2 separate regions of the Mus musculus genome follow, and region 2 is linked to region 1. Evidence: chromatin contacts called from public promoter capture Hi-C data. All regions are on one chromosome and are shown on one strand. The core of a region is the stretch at or near the end of the contact, and the rest is flanking DNA. Distances in the headings are between cores, read along the strand shown.

What was found. Promoter capture Hi-C pulls out the DNA fragments that hold promoters and counts their contacts.
Region 2: a promoter capture Hi-C map of liver shows a contact between it and region 1, with 2.8 times the contacts expected there. A contact is called at or near these places in 5 of 39 promoter capture datasets (cranial neural crest, embryonic stem cells, frontonasal cranial neural crest and 2 more), 2 of 130 datasets of targeted methods (a beta-TC-6 cell line and embryonic stem cells) and 1 of 9 other capture datasets (adipose tissue).

The regions. Positions count from the first base shown.
Region 1 is chr19:38,262,427-38,266,343 of GRCm38.p6, reverse strand. It overlaps Lgi1 (leucine-rich repeat LGI family, member 1), which reads right to left and starts at 1,657. Exons shown (of 8, transcript NM_020278.3): 1 at 1,247-1,657; 2 at 698-769. The coding sequence starts at 1,461. It overlaps Gm32771 (a long non-coding RNA gene), which reads left to right. Exons shown (of 6, transcript XR_003952844.1): 6 at 1,608-1,810. It overlaps Gm32491 (a long non-coding RNA gene), which reads right to left. Exons shown (of 3, transcript XR_386684.3): 3 at 3,682-3,761.
Region 2 is chr19:38,371,010-38,374,926 of GRCm38.p6, reverse strand. No RefSeq gene overlaps it. Among named protein-coding and RNA genes, the nearest start is that of Gm41844, 6.3 kb to the left of the region's middle.

The DNA.
Region 1 (3,917 bases), core at 408-2,907:
GAACAAATTATACATATTTCATTATCCCTGTAAAGAGGTCTGATTTCCTAGTCCAGTGCTATTTTTGAATATTTTTCAGGCATGGACTGAATATGTGGCTCCCTTGTGGCCATCTCAAAACATAGAACAAGGAGTATTTGCTGTATTAATATCATCTTTTCCTTGCTGTGAGGGGACTAGTTATAAATTAGAAAGCAGCCTCTTGAGAATTCGTATTTTAAGAAATTACCTAGAAAGAACCAAGGGTGTTTTTTTTCCTCTCTCTTTTTCTCCCCACATGGTAAATCATACAGAGACATAGTCTGCCCCAGATCCCCAAGAGACAACATCTTGAGTGCATATGTGATGCTGGGCTCTGAATTGACAAACCCAAGAACTCCAGCGCAAAATAACCGAAGTTCCCCAAGTTAAAAATGAAAGTAAGATCATCAAAATTAGTATTCTTGTTGCATCGTCCCAACAACTTCACAAATAGCCATTAAGCTAGACAGCATCACAGGTAATTGAATTTAAAGAATCAACTTTTATGGTGGATGTGAAGTTACAAATAACCCATCTATCTCCCGCTTTACCCATGTTCTCGCCCCTTTCAGAAGCATCATCACATTCAACAGAAACAATATTAAGCTCGTTTTACTAGAAGGCTTATCCGAATACATGCCATATTAAAAATAGTCATTATATAAATGTTTCTCACAAGAGCTGCAGCGATGGTGTGAATAAGAAACTCCCTTCTGAGATTTCAGTAAAACCAGATCTCACAAAGGATCTGAAAGAAAACAAAACACACACACACACAAAACAAACAGACACACACACAAAGAGACACACACAGAGAATAGATCTTATGTTAATCCAATTTACCATAACAGTTGCTATATTCCCCCACTATTTTATAAAGTACGATTCTGTCCCTTCCTAGAGGAAGCGAGAGAGAGAGAGAGAGAGAGAGAGAGAGAGAGAGAGAGAGAGAGAGAGAGAGAGAGAGAAAGAGAAGCCTGCTCCAGGTGCCTCCGGATAATGTCCAGGGTGGGGGCTAACTAAGCATGATCACTAGCAGCTTATCAAAAAATCACAAATTTTAAATGCAGGAAAATGTTAGTGCTGTCAAATGGTCAGGCATGCAAGAGGAATCTGTCTCACGAGCTCCATGCCCCTCTCAGAATACATACAAACCCCCAAATCCACCAGCTGGATTTTTTCTTTTAAATTGTAAATTAGATATCAAAATGCTTACGGGCCTTACAGTGAGATAACATCAGGAGGAACGGTGCGTGGAATGGATCTCGCATTCTCACATAAAGCGTTATCTTTGCTACAAGTACACACGGCAGGGCATTTTGGCTTCGCTGGTTTCTTCCCCTCAGTCAGCAAAACCACAGAAAAGAGGCATAGGAAATAGGCAATTCTTTTCAGGGGAATGCAGGCATTTCCCATCCTTCTGCTGCTTTCTGATTCCATGCAGTCGAGAGAATATCCCCACACATGAACAGGGCTTCTGGAATTCAGCTGCTGATTGTCTTGCTCTAAGAACAGGTCACATAGGAGTCCACCCTTCTCTGCTTCTCTATCTGCTTTTTTTTTTTTTTTTTTTTTTTTCAAAACAGGGACCTCCAGCTGATTCGTGAGCTGTTCCTCGCTCAGGCAGCGCACTGCTGGGGGAAGAGACCTGTGAGGTGCTGCGAGGTGGGAGCGAGCCAACTGCTGGAGGAAGAGAGCCGACTCACTTCACAGAAAACACTGAGCACAGACCAGTCTTCGAAGGCAAGCGAAGTGATGTAACAGAAAATAAACAGCTTTCTGCTTTCACCGGGAGGCCCTTTAATTGTTACCAAAAATAGGACGGCATTATGTCTTATTAGTGGGTGGGTGGGCGGGCGGGCGGTGGGGCATAGCATCTTAGCATAGGATGTGGGCAATCTCGGGAACCTCTGGGAATTTGCTCTTCATGTAGCAAACAGCCTAGTAAGAAAAACTAGCTTGGGGGACAGTCTTGGCTGGGAAGAGGAAGTTAAATGAAGCTGTCTGCTGTTAAATCCGTGCCTTCCCTGGCAGAGCCCACCTGGTTGATGCCACCGTTGAATGAAAAACCCGTGAACACACGGAGACTGTCAATTTCAGGGGAATACAGTGTGACTGAATACTTCTCTGACACTTATCAACTATTACAAATTATTGATTTTCATAATCCCCCACCACCTTGCACAGCCCACTCCTCCCTCCACGACAGGGAGGCGACAGAATGGTAAGCCGCCCCTGTGTATAATCCAGTCTCCTCCCTTCTTGCTCTCCCTTCTTTGGCAGTGTTCCTTCTAAAAGGCTGGAACGTACTCCCTGCCAGCAGGAGGCAGCCAACTCCAGCTTCCTGGGGCTTTGAAACTGGGTCTGGCTCACCCAGCAGGCTGCAATAAAGTGAAGTGCTAGAGTAAGCTAGAGACCCCACTTGGAGATCCCAGGTCATCTGGAAAGAGCGGATTTTTACAGACAAGGGAGCTATCCTGCCTGTAGAGTGGGGACATTAGGGATGATAGAGACGATAGGACAGATGGTCTCCTCATGACTGTGGGAACCAAATAAAAATCACAGGCTCTTATTGGCATATATCATAGGGAAGAAGAAGACACTCTCTTGGAAAGGGAAGTTTGTTTAAGGACAAAATCAAAATAGTGTGACCTTGGCTGTGAGGTTGTCCAGCCCCAGAGAGTGAAAATATCCTTAGGACAGTAGAAAAGAATGTCCTTTGACCAAGCTGATGGCGGCCATCCCTCATGGTGGCATAGCCACTCTGGTAAGTCAAGCACGGTCCTTCCTTTTCTTGCTTTTAAAAATTGAACGTATAAAATGAATTGTTCGAGTACCCGTGCCTTTATGAGACAAAGCCACCCTTATCAGAGGTCTTTGCCTTGCCATTCTCCCCCCCCCCCCCCCGCCCCTTGTAGCTGACCCTAGGCCAACTTCAGTGAACTCCTTTTGTTTGTTGGCTTAAAAAAAAAAAAAAAAAAAGAGCCTTGCTGTCTGTCTATGTAGCCTGTGATGATCTTAGGTTTTGTTCTTTCTGCCTCAGCCTCCAAAGTTGTGGGATTACAGGTAGGTGTTACAACTGACTCCGGGCTCAATGGCTCCTTTAACTCTATTGGCTTTGTGAGAGGAGGGCAGTGTTAGTCATGTTCACACTCTTATTGGATTGCTGGGATGAGGATGATGATGGTGGTGGTGATAATGTTGATTCGAGAGGATTAAAAGCTTCATGGAAGTGGAAACTGCTGCAAACCAGGGCCAGCATTCACTGTGTACAAGGTGGGGGTATCCAACGTGCCTGTAGGAGCTCGTTGGACAATGCATGGTCTATTCACATGCAGTAATCATATATTCACCTAATATACTTCAAATTGCCCCACAGTGTTATAATAAAGGGACTTGCCTTGGTCGGAGAGGTCAGGGCACACTTCTATGAAGAAACAGTGAAGGAGCGAGGAGGGAACAGCTTGTGCAAAGCCTGGGGTGCTCTGCCGAGCCATAGGATGCTGCTGCTGCTGCTTTAAGCAGAAATTCTTTCCTGGTGCATGTTTCAAAAAGACAGGTCTTAGAGAAGCCCTGCCTGTAAAATGGACTGTGTTACCACTGTGGATGAAAGAGACTGTTCTCGGAAACCCAGACCCGTGGGCAAGCCTCAGCTCACCAGTAATGTATCACTTCAAAGGTGGCCACAAGTTGAATCTTTTAAAAATTGAATCCTTCTGCAAGTGCAGGATGGGATCTCTCTGCATATAAGGAGATTACACGGTGAGGATTTTATACCGTCATTTTATTCAAATTGCCGCTCTCTTAATTCCCTGATTTTTAATAACTTTTGTTAACCACGACACAGTGGCCTTGAACGTCTTCATGGACCTTAGATCTTGGATCCAACCCCTGCA
Region 2 (3,917 bases), core at 1,022-3,521, 110 kb before region 1:
AAACGTCAGAAGCAAAGAAGACTCTAAGTGTATCTTAACAAAAAATTCCACTGAGAATCACCGTATGCTTCAGAAATTCCACGGTGCAGGGACCTGAGCACACCTGTTTGTATGTTGTTTGTATCCTGGTTCACAGACGCATCATCAACATAGACAAAAGGTGAATACAGCTCAAATGCCCACCGATAGATACGGCAAATATGATATACTTCATATAAGAGAATATTATTCAGCATTCAAAGTTACAACATGGATAAATCTTAATAATTTTATGCAAATGAGATAAATCAAACCCAAGGGACAAAATTGTATGGCTTTACTTGTTAGAAGGGCCTAGCATAATCAGATTCATAGGGATGGGAAGTATAATTGTGGTTGCCAGGGTGTGGGGTGGGGTGGGGAAGGAATGGGGGATAGTGCTTAGTGGGTGTGGTTTCAGTTTAGGTAGATGAGAGTTCTGTGGATAGACAGCAGTGATAATGTAAATAAATACCACCGAGCTCTGTATTCAAAATGGTGAAAATTGTAACCATTATGGGAATGTCTATTTTTTCAGTTTTGTAGTTATTTAATGAGTAATTTTTGAGACAGGGTCTCATATAGCTCAGATTGCCCTGGAGGTCTTTGTGTAGCCAAGAACTTCCAGTCCTTTTCCCTCTATCTAATCTTGGTTTATGCAGTGCTAGGGATCAAACCCAGGGCTTTTTGCATGTTAATGAAGCTAATAGAACTCTACCACCCCACCCCATACACCAACTACCCTTAAATGGGTAAAACTTCCCAGAGAAACCCCTTCTGAGAGTATGTAGGAGTCAGCAAATGTAGCAGCAGTGTAGCCAGGCAGGAGCCACATGCCTGCAATTCCCGTATGAGAGAACCTGAGGCAGGAGGATGGGGAGTCACAGAGCACCCTGGGCTACACTGGGAGGCATCCTGGGCTACACTGGGAGACTCTATCTCAAACTAATCCAAAGAGAACATTAGCAAAAGGCTCCATGGGAACCTAGAGCCATAGTTGCAGTTAACTTGGGTCTACATCCCCACCAAGACACATGAGCTACCTATGATCCTTAGCACCAGCCTTGGCCACGCTTCAGTTCTGGCTCCTAACTACAGAGAAGAGAAAAAACATTCTGGGTTTAGGAGACACTGAGACAGTCTGTCCTGTTGAATAAGATTTATTCAGAGGGTAATTAACACTATAAACAGACAGACAGACGTCAGACAGACAGACATGATGGGAACTCTAAGGAGAGTTCAGGCCCATGTGGCCTAGTGGGGTGGTAATGTCCCTTCTCAGAAGAAGGAAAGAGGGTCTATGTCATGTGATTGATGGATCCTTTATACAGAGCTGGCAGCCAGGCTGTCTCTGATTGCTGGGTGACAAATGGGACTGAGGAGAGTATATTAGCCTGGGAGCTGTGTGAAAATCAGCTGTGAGGGAGGGGAGAGACTCAGCTGTAAATGAACATGACCTGGGCAGCAGCCTGAGCTGGCTTGGGATCTAACGATGAGCACCAGAGACAGAAAAGCTAAGAGGGGAGAGAAAACCTGGTTTAGTGCCTTCCCAGCCTTTCAGAGTTTTGTAGCTAAATATTACCAGTAGTAAAACATATGAACTCGGGGTTCTACAGTTTTACTCTCTGGAGACAGAGTGTACGACTCTTGTAAGACTTTGGAGGTTTCTTTGAAGTCCTGTGTTCCATCTGAAATATTTATGTCCGTTTCCCTTCTAGACCCTGATGTATTTATCTTCATCCCATTTTTAAAAATGTAGCAGATTTGGCTAACATCTAAGTGTTTACACTAGACAACAGAGATGAAATGGGAGACGAAAGAGACAGGGTCCCAACCTCTCACAGATGACCTCTCACTGGCCTTGGCATTGCCTACTCTCACTCAGACTACAGGATCCAGACCTCGGCTCTCTGCTCCAAGCTTGACAAACTGGCCTGGGAGACAGGGGTCGGGGTATATGTGGCTGGAGAGCTCTCTGATTCTCCTAGCTCTCCTGGCCTCGAGTCAGAGGGCTGCACCCCTGCAGTTTCCTGGGCAGAGGGCACCCTGCAGACCTTGTTGCGTGTTTCTTTGTAGATCCTCTCTCTCCAATCAGTTCCTGAGAACCGTGGCTCCTATGTACATAAATTATTCCTAACACCCCGGGAACCTTTACCTTCCTCTGTGAACTTATCTATGCTTGGAGACTGGGCATGCTCAGAGATGATCCCTGTTAACCTCAGATTTGTTATGGTCCAATATCTGGGTTCCACTCTGCTCTCCTTTTAATCATTAACGTTTCTGAAATGCTCCAAATATGCCACACACAATTAGGTGCATCGGTTCATTGACCCCCGGGGAATTTAACCAGGCAGTTCAGTAATTGTTAAAAGCCAGGCTCTGGAGTCCCGTTCACTAACCAGCCCTGTGGTTTCAGGAGAGTGATGACTCCCATCTGAGCCTCCCCCTTCCCCGATCTTGTTTTCTCCTATAGAAAATAGAAGAAGAAAACTATTTAGCGGCTAAGAAGATGAGAGGATTCATTTCCAACACCAGATGCAAACGCTCTTTTTTCTCTTTAAGGTGTGTGTTTTATCTTCAACTTACAGATGGGGAAAGTGAAGCTTAGAGATGTCAACTGATTTGCTTACAGTCACACTAAAAGGGAGGCGCAGAGATGGGATTAGAATTCAAGACTTTAGATACTTCAGTGGGTGGTCTGGACAGTTTTCCCCTGCTTCTCAGGCAGGGCATTAACAGGATTTCAGGCTTTTGAGAGCAGCACCTCATTAGAGCAATTTCTTTCACCTGATCTTTTGGCTTTAACTCTGAGACCACTGAGCTGGCAGCATGCTTTGCCAGCTATTGCTACAATCGTGATACTCCGTGGTTTGCATTAGGGTTTGTGGTATCTCTGAGAAACCACACTCTTCTTGGAGTAGAATGCTATGAAATGAAGAAAAACAATTGTATAACGATACTAACAAGATCCATAATTATATATAAGTCATTTATCAATGGTTTCTTGATTCCATTTATCTATTTGCTATATTGTCAGCCAAGTATGGACCACCAAGATACACCATCCACCCAGGCAATACTGGGCCTATAAATCAACCAAGCCTCCAATGCCTTCTGAAATCCAGTATTTGATGGTGTAGTTTCAACTACTGCCGAAACCATGGAAATGTATAGCTCAAAGAAAGCTCACTCACTGAGCATGCTCATGTCAACATGACCCAGATCAAGAAACAGAGAATAGGGGCTGGAGGGATGGCTCAGTGGTTAAGGGGTATTGACTGCTCTTCCAGAGATCCTGAGTTCAATTCCCAGCAACCACATGGTGGCTCACAACCATCTGCAATGGGATCTGGTGCCTCCTTCTAGTATGTCTGAAGAAAGCAATGGTGTACTCACATACATAAAATAAATAAATAATCTTAAGAGAGAGAGAGAGAGAGAGAGAGAGAAGCAGAGAATAGTTCTCAAAATGGCCACTCCATGGATGGCTCTTCACTATACCCTCCAAAGATAAGCTCTTCAGACTTCTAAACTACACTTATCTGCTTATCTAAACCTCAGGTGTTTATGTAGTTTTCATCTGCTATGCTTTGAGTGTGCCCTCAGAAGTTGATATTATGTATTGGCCAGACCCCCAACCCCTATAGCTGTAGCCATTTTGGTCCATGCCTGCCAGCTAGTTAACATTGTTGCTGTAACATGCCTGCCAGTCACTGACACAGAGAAGTGACTTGGCTCAAGGACATGCTGACCACACACCCTGTTTTGTTCTCTATGCTCTGAATGAGCAGTATGAGGTTTGCTAGTTAGTCTTAAGACATTCCACAAAGGTTTATGTAGGACCCATCAAATCAAAGGTCGGTATGAACTGTTATGTCTAAATTATCTTGGGTCAGAGC